Regions from separate parts of the Mus musculus genome. Here region 1 is linked to region 2. Evidence: chromatin contacts called from public HiChIP or PLAC-seq data. All regions are on one chromosome and are shown on one strand. The core of a region is the stretch at or near the end of the contact, and the rest is flanking DNA. Distances in the headings are between cores, read along the strand shown. Region 1 has its middle 19 kb from the start of Fstl4. Region 2 has its middle 42 kb from the start of Gm30366.

What was found. HiChIP or PLAC-seq counts read pairs in DNA pulled down with a chosen protein or histone mark.
Region 1: an H3K27ac HiChIP or PLAC-seq map of heart atrium shows a contact between it and region 2, with 7 times the contacts expected there. The contact joins two enhancer-like sites. A contact is called at or near these places in 14 of 484 Hi-C or Micro-C datasets (B cells, cerebral cortex, cortical neurons and 4 more), 2 of 115 datasets of contacts at active chromatin or transcription factors (embryonic stem cells and heart atrium) and 1 of 9 other capture datasets (embryonic stem cells).

What each region holds. Positions count from the first base shown.
Region 1 is chr11:52,742,816-52,748,959 of GRCm38.p6, forward strand. No RefSeq gene overlaps it. Among named protein-coding and RNA genes, the nearest start is that of Fstl4, 19 kb to the right of the region's middle. Within about 2 kb of position 2,431, at least 29 of the 459 cell types and tissues checked have an H3K27ac peak or open chromatin away from gene starts, as enhancers often do. A contact at or near this core is called in heart atrium, where this site is marked.
Region 2 is chr11:52,535,024-52,540,852 of GRCm38.p6, forward strand. No RefSeq gene overlaps it. Among named protein-coding and RNA genes, the nearest start is that of Gm30366, 42 kb to the right of the region's middle. Within about 2 kb of position 2,963, at least 44 of the 459 cell types and tissues checked have an H3K27ac peak or open chromatin away from gene starts, as enhancers often do. A contact at or near this core is called in heart atrium, where this site is marked.

The DNA.
Region 1 (6,144 bases), core at 1,181-3,680, 210 kb after region 2:
GTAGAGCAAAGATAGTTTTCTCAACAGACCACACTGGAAACAGTTAAATGTGAGGGCGTGAACTTTGTCAGGAGGCTAATTCACTGGTGACTTCATGGCAGACCTCACAGTTAGGAGATGAGACCCAGTGGAAGGAACGATGCCACTTGGCCACTCTTTTTGAGACAGCAGTTAGCCCTCCTTAGTTAGGCAGTTATGGGAGAATAACCCACGGTAAAACTACAAGCTGGGCAGGTTACATAGGAACAAAGAGTACGGTTTAAGTAACAGTCAGAGGGGCAGATCAACATGAGAATATTCCCTCTGCCAACAATGCTGCCATGAGAGTGAGGATAAACCGTGCGTTGGGTAGCTGTAAGTGCTCAGATAAATGCAAGGCTCTTACCTAAGCATGAAGACTGCTCAAAATCCACCAATCAGGACACAGACTCACCCAAGAGGTGAACATCTGGACAATATGCAAGCGAAAGATGCTCTGTGTATTATGTCATCTGAGGAACACAAATTGGAACAGTGACACATGACTGCACATTTCACAGACTGGGAACCACAGCCGTCCTTCCCTTCTTCTCTTCCTTCTGTCTCTCTGTACTCGTCTCTAAAATTCTCCGCCTGCCTTCCTTTTCCACTGCCCAACCACAGGCTCTCACCTTATCTTGTGCCTGCCCTCACCTGCATATAGACAGCAATACATACATACATACATACATACATACATACACACACACACACACACACATACACACACATACACACTTTGTTTTTTAACTAAACACATTCTTCAACACATGATTTAGCAATCACACTCATTTTTTATTGTTTCAAAAGAGAAAAACTTAGGTCTACACATGGATATTTATAGAAGCTTTACTCATAATTGGCAAAATTTAGGAAGAACTAAAATGTTCTTTCAAAGGTGAATGGATAAACTGTGGTATATCCAGAAAATGGAATATTATTTGAGACTGAACATCAAAGTACTACTGAGTCATGAAAAAGCAGGGGAGTGAGTTAGATGCGCGCACTGTTGTGTGAAAATAGTCAGCTGGGAAGCTGTGGACTGTGGTATTCCAAGCAGAGGAGAATGGTGAGAGAAACAGAGGCAAAGAAGTGATCAAAGGACAGAGTGCATAGAGGATGGGAGTGAAAGACAGAGTGCAGAGGATGGAGGGGAGACAGTACAGAGGTTGGGGGGAGACAGAGTACAGAGGATGGGGGGGAGACAGTGCAGAGGTTGGGGGGAGACAGAGTACAGAGGATGGGGGGAGACAGAGTGCAGAGGATGGGGGAAGACAGAGTACAGAGGATGGGGGAGACAGAGTGCAGAGGATGGGGGGAGACAGAGTGCAGAGGATGGGGGGAGACAGAGTACAGAGGATGGGGGGAGACAGAGTACAGAGGATGGAGGGGAGACAGAGTGCAGAGGATGGGGGGGCAGAGTACAGAGGATGGGGAGGGGGGACTAACTGTGTCTGGTACTATAGTAGTAGATGTAACTTACTATATGTTTGCCCCTCCTAAAGAACAGAGAACAAACCCTGATGTCAGCTGTGAGTCTTCACTGATGACTGCCTTTCACTGAAGGCTCATCTAATACCACTCTGCTTCATAGCAGGGAGGCTATGCATGTGAGAAACTCACAGGCTGTGTGCTTACTTTACTGTGAACTAGGAAATAAAGCCTCTCCCTCCCTTTTCCCTCTCTTTCCCTCCCCCTCGCTCCCTCCCTTCCCTTCCCCTCTTCTCCTCTTTCCTCCTTCTCTCCTTCCCTTTTCCTTCCCTCACCCCTCTCCTCCTCTCTTCTTTACCCTCTTCTTTCTTACTCTCCTCTCTTTCTTCTCTCCTTTCTGCAAGTCTGCACTAAATTCCAAGTCTCTCTTGTTGACTGAAGAGCATTGCTGCCCAGGAAAGCCACAGCCAATGAGCGTCCTCTGGCTCAGGAGGCCACTGTGCTGACATTCCTCTCAGGCTCAGGACTGTGCTACCTGCTCCTCAGATAGCTGATAAATGCCTGCTCTTATCAGCTGATAATGTGGCTCCTTCTGCTAAGGGTCGGGTATGTGGTAGGCCAGGAGCAGTTTACCTTGAAAATGCTGGCAGAGGGCACGCCTCCTCACCCAGTGCTAGGAATCATTTATTAAACCATGCAATAATTTGATGCCAGCCCCTTGGGCTATTGTGCCTAATGACAATATTTGCCTGGACACTGTCTGGCCTCATACTTTCTCAGTTCTTTCTGCTTATCACATCCTTAGGTCCCATGCCGTCAGCTGCCACCCAATGGCATGTGCTGACTCTAGAATTATTTCTGTTCCCTTGCTATTAATTATTGCTCACTACTTGTGAGTTGGAGCCACAGATAATCCAGATCATGTGGACTAAACTAAGAGAGAATGTAAACCCTTCTGGGAGGGCAGAGAGAGTCTGGTATGAATGGAACTCTGACTTTCTGATAAGAAGATTCGTCAGTTCTTAACTTAGCGCTCACAGCTCTGTGTGAACTTTGCCTTTTTTTTTTTTTTTTTTTTAAACTGCCCTGCATCCTAGATAGGAGGAACAAGGAAGCAGCCTACAGGACAGGAGGATGATTCTTTTGATACTTTCCTCAGAAAAATCGCTCGTCGGATAGGCACATGAGAGTTTGGAGTTGTGTGATGGGCTTTGGCCTCTGCCATCACATGCTTTCTGATCTCTATTTTGGAGAAGGAAGGTATTCTGGGTAGCCGAGGAAGCTCTACAGTGCCAGAAAGGTCCATGCTCTTGACTTTGTGACATGATGTTATCATCTATCAAGTTTATATTCAAGACTCATCCAGTCAACTTATTCAAAATAAATCACAAAAACATTGAAAATGTTTCAATTAAGTGTATGGCATTGTATGGGGCCGACTTTGTAGTCATTTTGGGTTGTACCAGGATCCAGGCTGTCCATGGTACACATTGCAGGCATCCTAGTCTCTTCTAGGGCCCTCTTCTATCTTAGATGTTTTAATCATTTTAAATTGTGTATACGTATGGGTGTCTCTGTGTGAGTATGCACAGCTGAGTACAGGTGACCTTGGGGTTCGGGGAGGGTGCCAGAAACCCTAGAGCTTGAGTTCCAGGTAGTGTGAGCCTCCTGGTGTGATGGTTGGGACTGAACTCATGTCCTCTGCAAGAGCCATGCTTGCTCATAATCTCTGGGCCATTATTCCTGCACCACCCCCTTATTTCATAGAAGAAATGTCAATTCAGTGAGATGGCATTGAGATAGAATAGAAATCATTTTAGTGGAGTGTTTGGCAGGTGGCCAGTTGTTCAGATAGCCAACCATCACCTTTCTGTTTGGCTCTGTGTGTCCAGCAGTGTCAAGACCATGGTATATAGAGGACCACGCCATAGAGAAGCCAGAGAAGCCATTGTCTTAGATCTCAGGCAACAGAAACCCTGATTTACAGTGGACCCCTCTTTTTTTGTTTTGTTTTGTTTTGTTTTTTCGAGACAGGGTTTCTCTGTATAGCCCTGGCTGTCCTGGAACTCACTCTGTAGACCAGGCTGGCCTTGAACTCAGAAACCTGCCTGCCTCTGCCTCCCGAGTGCTGGGATTAAAGGCGTGTGCCACCACGCCCGGCTCCCTCTTTATGCAGCCTGGGACTCAGGACACATTCCTCTTTTAGAAGATCTTATTCCTGTTGGCTCTTTCTATGCTGTGTTGGGTTGCACTGTGTTGTGTGTGGTGCCTGAAGGATTAAACATGTAGGGAATCAGTGGTCCCAGGAACCATTTTGCAAAAGCCAAGATCCTTGTCCTTTGGATGCCAAACAGAAGTGCACAGTTTTTTGTTTTTTTTTCTACAATGGAAAATTGTGGCAGTGTAAAGGGAGTGGGGGTGGTGCACTTCCAGACACAATACCTTCCTGTTGCCTCTCTCACCTCTACCCATCTCATCATAGCAAACAGTGTTATACCCACCCAGTAGTTCCAGACATGCATCTTGGTGTCATGCTAGACCCAGACTTTCTCTCATACTCTGTACCCATCAGCCCTTGCTTGGTGGCTGAATCTCTAAGCGATACCTGTGCTCTACTGCTTACCCAACCTGCCTGGAAGGCTGGGATGATTTCCGACTTATTCTGCGCTCTCCGTATCCTCCCCACTCCCCAAGACGTCCCTACCAATAAGCAGATGCGTTGGTAGAAAAACTTTAAATTGGTCCATTATTCTGAGCCACCAAGAACCTTCTCATCAGGGGCAGAACTGGATACCTGCACAGGTTGCTCACCCCTGTGTGCCCTTCTGACTTCATTCTATCTTTGTGCTTCTCACACATGCTCTACTGTTCCCATCCAGGATCTTTGACTTGTTCTTGCCTTTGCCTGGGCACCCTTACCCGGAGTTTCCTGTGCCAAGTTCCCTCTCCTCCTTAGCCTAAGCTAAGTGGTCCCTTCCTCTGAGAGGCTTTTCTCCGGTATCCTCATTATCCCTCCTCCATAAGATAGTCTTCTGCATTGGTTCTCTAGCTGAGCCGAGGCAGCCATCATTGAGTCACGCTCCTGGGAGCAGCACCAGCAGACTCTTGGCTCATCAAGCGAGACTTGTGTGGAACGGCTCCTCTGATCCATTGTCAGTGACTCATCTTGATGGAATCGATATTTGTCCATTTCTTCCTGGGAATAGTTAGCTACCAAATTGTTCCCTCCCCCTAAGAGAAAATGACAGCTGATATGTTTGTTGAGAAAGAAGGAAGATTCCCTGGCTGGGTCAAAGGAAAGGTTTTTAACCAAGAAGTCGGCACCACAGTAGAAGGGAAGATGGAAAGGCATGGGCTGTACTCTTCTGGAAGTTATGAGTCCAGCAGGAAGCCACTGCTCGGTTAAGGTTGGTGGGACAGGGAGGAAGTCATGTCGGCAAGTGTCTGATGAGAGCTGCAGTGACAGATATGGGCCACCTTGCAGGACTGAGAATCCAGAGAGAACAAGGCAAAGCAGGGCAGGGCAGGGCAGGGCAGATGAGGAAACACCTCACTTGCTCCATCTTTGACTTATTAGAGGGCTTCCAGGTTGGGGAGAAAGGAGCTTAAGGATTCTGCTGGGTAACCCACAGAGGTCAGCCTCCGAGCCCCACCCCAGAACCAGAGGAAGACAAGGTGGTGGCCTGGAGTGAGGCAGATAACTATCAGACTGGGTTGGCAGCCAGTGGTCTTTGTTTTATAAATCAGAGGCTCAGCAGGACTCAAATAAACATACATTAACTGACATCCCTAGGCTGGTCCCTCCTTCTCCCTCCATATTGGCAGCCTCCATGCAAGCAGGCAGGGCTAGCAGTGTGGCTTCTCCCTGGCCTCAGCAGGGCAGCTGCTTTGCTGTTATTATTCTGGGGGGCCCTGTCCCCGACCACTGCCAGCCTCCCTTGCAGGGCTCTGAGAGTGCAGAGGCCACAGAATGGAGGGAGGAGAAGCCTTTTAGAGAGAGAGCAGGGGCCAAAGGCCACTAAGACATTAACAAGGACCAGGGAGGGGTTGTCACAGCAAGAACTTTAATTCTGTGCTAGTTTCACGGTTCAGTCCCCGCCTCTGCCACGGGGTTAAGAAGAAAAAGAAGATCGCTCACTCTTTACTTACAAGTGGAACAGAGGAAGGGCTGAGAATTAGAATGGTCTTTCTCAGCACAGCTGCGAACTTGAACTCTGGTGACCGGAAGGACCACTCGGGCTGAAAGCACAGATTGCAGATCTCTGGATGTCCACGCTTGCAAGCTTGATGAAACTTCTTCTCTTTTCTTGCACGCTGGTCCAGCGAGAAGCACACATTTCACAAAGCAGAGCACCTTTAGCTCTTTCCCACCGCCACTCCATTTTGACAGCCTCTGGGATTTAGGAATGCCTTTCTAAATTTTGTTTTTGAGATTATAATGTAATTAAGTCATTTCTGCCTTCCCTTTTCCTCTCTTCAAACCCTTCCATGATCTCCTCTTCACTCCACTGCTGTCCATGGCATCTTTGTTCATTAATTGTTAGTGTGTGTGTGTGTGTGTGTGTGTGTGTGTGTGTGTGTGTGTGTGTGTATAACATGTTCAGTCTGTGCAACGTTACTTGTATGCATGCTTTCAGGGCTGACCATTTGGCACTGGATAACCTATTGGTGAGCTCTTCACTGGGGAGGACTGCA
Region 2 (5,829 bases), core at 1,713-4,212:
AAGGCCTCGGAGGGTCTGGAGTTCTCGCCCGTCATTTATAGCCTTCCTTTTAATCGCTATTTATTTTTAAATATCTATCTAATGTATAATACACACTGAGGCGTTGGAGGCCATCGCCTTCCTTTTTCAGCCGTGTACCTAAAATCCCATTTACAGAGGACAAATAGCTCTTGGGTAAAGAGTCTTCAAAGCAGCAGTTAGCAGCTCTGCCTTCATGGATGGTGCCTATCTGGGGTCGGGGCACTGTGGCGAGATTATTTTAATTCCATTAGAACTCTCGGGGGCGGAGGGGGGGGGGCTGTCTGTCAGGGAGGCAGTTGCTGTTTTTTGCTGGCTTCTCTTCCCTGAGAAGGCTGTATAAGTTTCTTGGGGTGTTTGGGGAGGGGGGAGGGGAAACATGGTACCTGCAAGGGTCTGTTTACACTCCTGGTCCTCAGTAAGGCTGGAGGGACCTGCCAGTCTTCTCTTTGAACTTCAAAGGCTTGCTCCATCAGCGGGTCTTTCCTGTGGCGACTCAGAAGGGTGTTGGCTGAGTTTGTGTCTGTGGGTATGAGTGCCCTGGGCCATGTGGATTTAAGAAGGCAGCTCAAATATTCTGTAAACCAGACCGTATAGACCCAAACTGTGTCTGATTCCCTGGTCATACACAGATGCCAGGTCACACCCCAGTTTGGTGGCGTGGCAAACCCTGCCAAGGGAAAGGGAGGAAAAGAGTGCTTTGGTCTGGAGAAGAGGGACACCCGCTTCAGTTAAGGGAGGGGTTCCAAAAGGAGGTGATGCCTAGTTTGAACACTGCTGGACAACGAGCAGGTGGGGACCTTTCTCCTGCATGGGGCACGGGTTTGTCTCATGCAGGCTTGGCACTTTGAGAAGAAATGTTGTGGGGTCGGGACATGGCCAGACCCGAGCATCTCAGAAGACTGGCATCTGGCTCCAGAGTCCAGCTGGCATGTTGAGGTAGTTTGGGACAGGAGCTGGAGAAAGCGTGTTTCTTGTCCTCAGACACTTGGACCAGTTAAGGGAGAACATGGAGTGGGGAAAATGGCTGTCATATCTCCCAGAGAGCTTGGCTGAGAGGTGCTGCTTGCTGGGAGGGAAAGCAATGAATTATTTTACTAACTGCAACAGCCAAGAAATGTTAGCGAAGAACCCATATCCAGGGTGATGTGGGGACAAGGCTCCCCAAATGGCCTCTCTTACTGAACCCCCACCCACTCTGGGATCATGGGCAGATGGGCCTTGATATCAGATTCTCCTATGTAGGGTACAAGGGCCCAGGGGTTCCTTTTTCTTTGTTGAACATGGACGAGGCTCTTTTCAGGACTTGAAGTCTACATATTCCTGCTGTGGTGAGGGTGTGGGTGTGGGTATGAGGATGGGGGAAGGGGCTGGGAGGTGCCAAGTGCCTGAGGCATCTTCTTCAGGAACAAGAAGGCAGGCAGGGTGTGAGGAGACTAACTCAGTGCTCTGTGGTATCCTTGAGAGTGGCAAAGCTTCTTGGCCTTATGGCTGGAGGGCTTTGGATCCTAGATAGGAGGTTTTCTAGCCTCTCAAGGAGCTGCATCCTGGGGCTGGAGAGGGCGCTCCCTGGAGGCTGGACCAGCTTAGTGCCCGGTTAGTGTCCCAAGGAGGAGCCAGGGATGGTAGAGGCTCACCTGGTATCTGGAGGGATAGTGGCCTAACAAGAGAAGCAGCTACTAGGAAGCTTGGGCCCTGGGCAGCACTTCCTACACACACACACTTTCTCCTTCTCATCCTCATTATCCATGTCCTCCTCTTCCTCTCCCGTTTTGTGCTCCGCTGTGACATCTGTAAAGTGGGTAGCTAAGATTAGCTGTGCCATTCACAGGATACTCAGCGAATACTCTGTCCCCACCCGCTCCTATGATTCTTGGTGTTCCCTTCCCCAACTCTCTCCAGGGTCTCTGGGACCCAGCGAGTGAGCAAGCGGCCAGAAGGGAACACCCACCAGGACCCACCTTTCTAGTGACTCAGCTTTGGAATTCGTCACAGAAAAGTCAGAGCAAAAGATGTGAAGAGGAACTGAGTGGGGGCGGGGGAGCTCAGAATAGCTCCACCGACAGCTTGGGATGGGTGGGCAGCACTAATTTTATCTGCCTGCAGTTCCTCGAGTCACACTGTCAGCAAAGTGCCCTTCCCAGATGGCTTAGGGTAGCTCGGAGGGGGAGCCCGCTATCAGTAGGCTCCGAGTGAAATGGAGACCCTTTTGTGTGAGCCCTGAGGTGGGTATGCGCTCCCACCCCTGCAAGGCTTAGCATTACTGCTGTGAGTCCATTTCTGTTTTGCTGAAGTCTGTTACTAAGTCCTACACTCCCACACTAGTCTTCCTCAGATTGAGGGTCTGATGTTAAACAGGCATTACTATCTCCATCTTGAAGGCAGAAGTGAGGGCCTGTGTTTGACTAACTCCTTAGGTGGTACCATTGGGGAGATTGCGGGACCCTTAGGAGGTGGAACACACACACACACACACACACACACACACACACACACACACACACGCTTCTGGCCACGAATGCCACCATGTCTTGCTAATGAGGTGAACTGAATCCCTTCAAACATTGAGCTATCAAGAAGTTTTCTTTCTTTCAGGCGGTTCTTGTCAGAGATTTGGTGACAGCAATGAGACACCTCCAGTTTCTGTGCTCCAGTGTTTGTGGCTTCCAGTGTTTATAGTCTCCAGTGTCTGTGGTCTCCAGTGTCTGTGGCCTCCAGTGTCTGTGGTCTCCAATGTCTGTGGCCTCCAGTGTCTGTGGTCTATAATGTTCTGAAGTAGAGAATCCAGGAAGCTACAGAACTGTGAGATAGCTCACATGGGCGACTTCAAATTGTTGGCTTTGCAGTCGCTTGTTACTTGCACTAGACATTGACTACAGTGTGGGTCATAGCTATCAGCTTATATGATATTTGGGTGTGTGGCAGCTGTGAACTGCAGGGGCCATGGTCAGGATGTGATTTGCCTTGTGGCTGTGGTGACTCAGCTCCCTGTGGCCTTGTGGCACATCCCCCATAGAGCCTCTGAGAGTCACATGACAGCTCACTTTTTTATGTCTAGCACAGCCACGTTTTATTGTTGAATTAGCAGGAATAACAGCAGCATTTTAGTGGCTGATTGGGACCCGTATATTAGCAACTGTATTAATAAGCTCCTGGTGACAGGAGACCAGGAGAGTGAGAAAATGAGACACTGTATTTATCCCCAGTGCAAAATCCTTTTTATTATTAAAGACACTGTGTTAACTGAGGATAGATTTAAGGCCTGCTGGTAATTTTATTGAATAATCAGCAGCTCAGGGTCCCCACAGCAGCCTGAGCCTGAAACCCCTCATCTGGGGTTCCTGGAAAAGCCATAGAGCTGTATGTAGCACTTGCTTGGAATCCCTCCCATAAGCCACCCTCCCTGTTGGCGAATCCTGTGCAGGCGTCAGCGTGAGCCCTTGTTCACCTAGGACAGAGGGGAGGTAAGACCAGTGCGAGTCCTGGGGTATCTGAAGATAGAACTTGTGGAACCACCGTTAAAATAGTGTGGTGATGACTTGGGGCTCTGTCACAGGTGTGTCTAACCCATAGCCCCTGGACTGCAGGTGCCAGGGATGGCTGTGAATGCAGCCAACACAGAGCCATTAACTTAGGGGTGTGTGTGTGTGTGTGTGTGTGTGTGTGTGTGTGTGTATCAGAGTGACCTCTGGCATTGCTTTCTACCTTAATATTTTGGAGGTAGAATCTCTCTCCAATCCTGGCTAAGTTGGCTATTGAGCCCCAGAGACTCGCTGGCCTCTGTGAGCTGGTGTTAAAAAATCATGCTACCCTGCCTGGTCTTTTACATGAATTCTGGGATCCAAACTCAGGTTCTTATGTTTGTGTAGCAAGTGCTTTATCTTGGACCCATTATGAGATTTTTTTTTTTTTTTGCTTTTTTTTTTTTTTTTTGTAACTTTGTTGTGTCTCTAGTGTGAACTTTGTAGATGGCAACATGGTGTCACAATGTCAGAAAATTGAACATCCCTACAGGTACTTTGTTTCTCTGAGGGGGGCTACATATGTAGAGGATCCTTATACCCCAGCAAAAGCCAGCCTAGGTACTTTACCTGTGCTTGGTCTTATCCAGGGCTTAGATGACTCTGTACCCAAGGTTCCCAGCTTTGGAGAGGGATGGTTGCACCTGGCATTGGCTGGATGAGCCCTGGAGAAAAAGGTACCTGGATGGGAGGGGCCCCTAAGTGCAAGGCCCTTGGATGATGGAGTTTTCATTGGCTTTCTGAGTAAAGTGTGTTGTCTGTCAAGGGGACAGATCCGAGCAAGCTGACGGTCCTCTGGATAATTTAGAGGCTAGATTGTGGGACAGGAGGGAGGGCTGAGGCCGTATGTTTGTAGCTCAGAAATAGAATAGTTGCCTGCCATGCACAGGACCCTAGATTCGATCTCTTAGCACCATAACAAACCAAACAGGGAAAGAATCCAGGACGGCTGGCAGCCAGTAGTGCAAGCCAGGCCCACTTCTCCAGACCAGAGTAGACCACATGAACAGCTCCTTACACTGTTTCCACGAGGGCCCACGCAGCATCCTATGTAGCCCCGTCTCTCTCTAGTCTCTAGGCATAGACTCAGGGATGATCTCTTCGCACCTCTAGCTCCCTCTCAGCAGATAAAACATTCTGGGAAGAGAGGAGCTCCTGGGGCACAGGGAAGGAAGGGAAAGAATGTGGGCTTTGGAGTCATGCCGGCCACATGATATCCATCTTAGATATGTGATTGACATCTGTAAGCCATCCTGCCCTCAGCTGTTAGTGATGACTACTGTGTCTAATTCACAAGGTATTAAGGACCAAATGAGAATGAATGAATTAATGCACATAAAAGGTTTTCATCTCTAGCATATAGGGGACACTTAGTATAGGGCACACTATTAATTTTAGAAAGAGCTGACTCTCATAAACACTTCCTGGCAACAAGGAGGTCAGTTTTTGACTTGCTCTTTCTACAAGTATTGGGTGCTGTATGTTGGCAGTACGATGTAGGTGCTCAATCAATGCTCATTGAATGAACAGCCTAGGAATCTATACATTTACAGGTGGTGGGTCTGGTGGAGAGGGTTTCTGGCTTTCTTTACAACACTTAATCTCATTCAGCTGCCTGGTGCCAAGCCCTGGAGACTGTAGCCAGGGAGAGATCCCTTTGTTGTGGCAGGGAGTTTTATATCCAAGGACACAGTTTGCATTTCTTAGCTTCCTGTGGGCACTAGAAGGCCCTCTTTCCTTTCTCTCTCCCATGTTCTTCCTTTCTCAGGTGTTGTGATTTGAATGAGAATGTCCACTCCCCCAACCCCACTCCCCCACCCACCCCATCCCCCCACCCCCATCCCTGCTCATGCATTTGATCACTTACTCCCTAGTTGGAGGTGCTTAGTCCCTTCTGGAGGTTTAGGAGGTTGGTGATCCCATGCAGAAAGAGGCACAAGCGACTTTTTTAGGAGTCCAGTTCCTTACCTCCACAATGGGATCTCTATTTCCAGGGTCTGTGGAACACTTGTGGCTTGGCAGCCTCCCAGAGAGCCATCTTAAGTCAGTAAAATAAGAGTTGGCCCTTCCTGCTGTCTTTGGTATTGAAGCTACCATGGTATGGCTGCCTGGTCCTGGGGGTACATGGAGGACACATCAAGGCTCAGCAGTTGGCAGCCTTTGTGGGGGGGGGGGAGCTAAGAATGTCATCTTAATAGATTAATTGATGGACGATTATCAAGAATCTGGAGCCCTGAGTGGCTCAGCCATTCTGGGGCTGAATGCTGGGAAAATCTGGGTGATTCTTTAT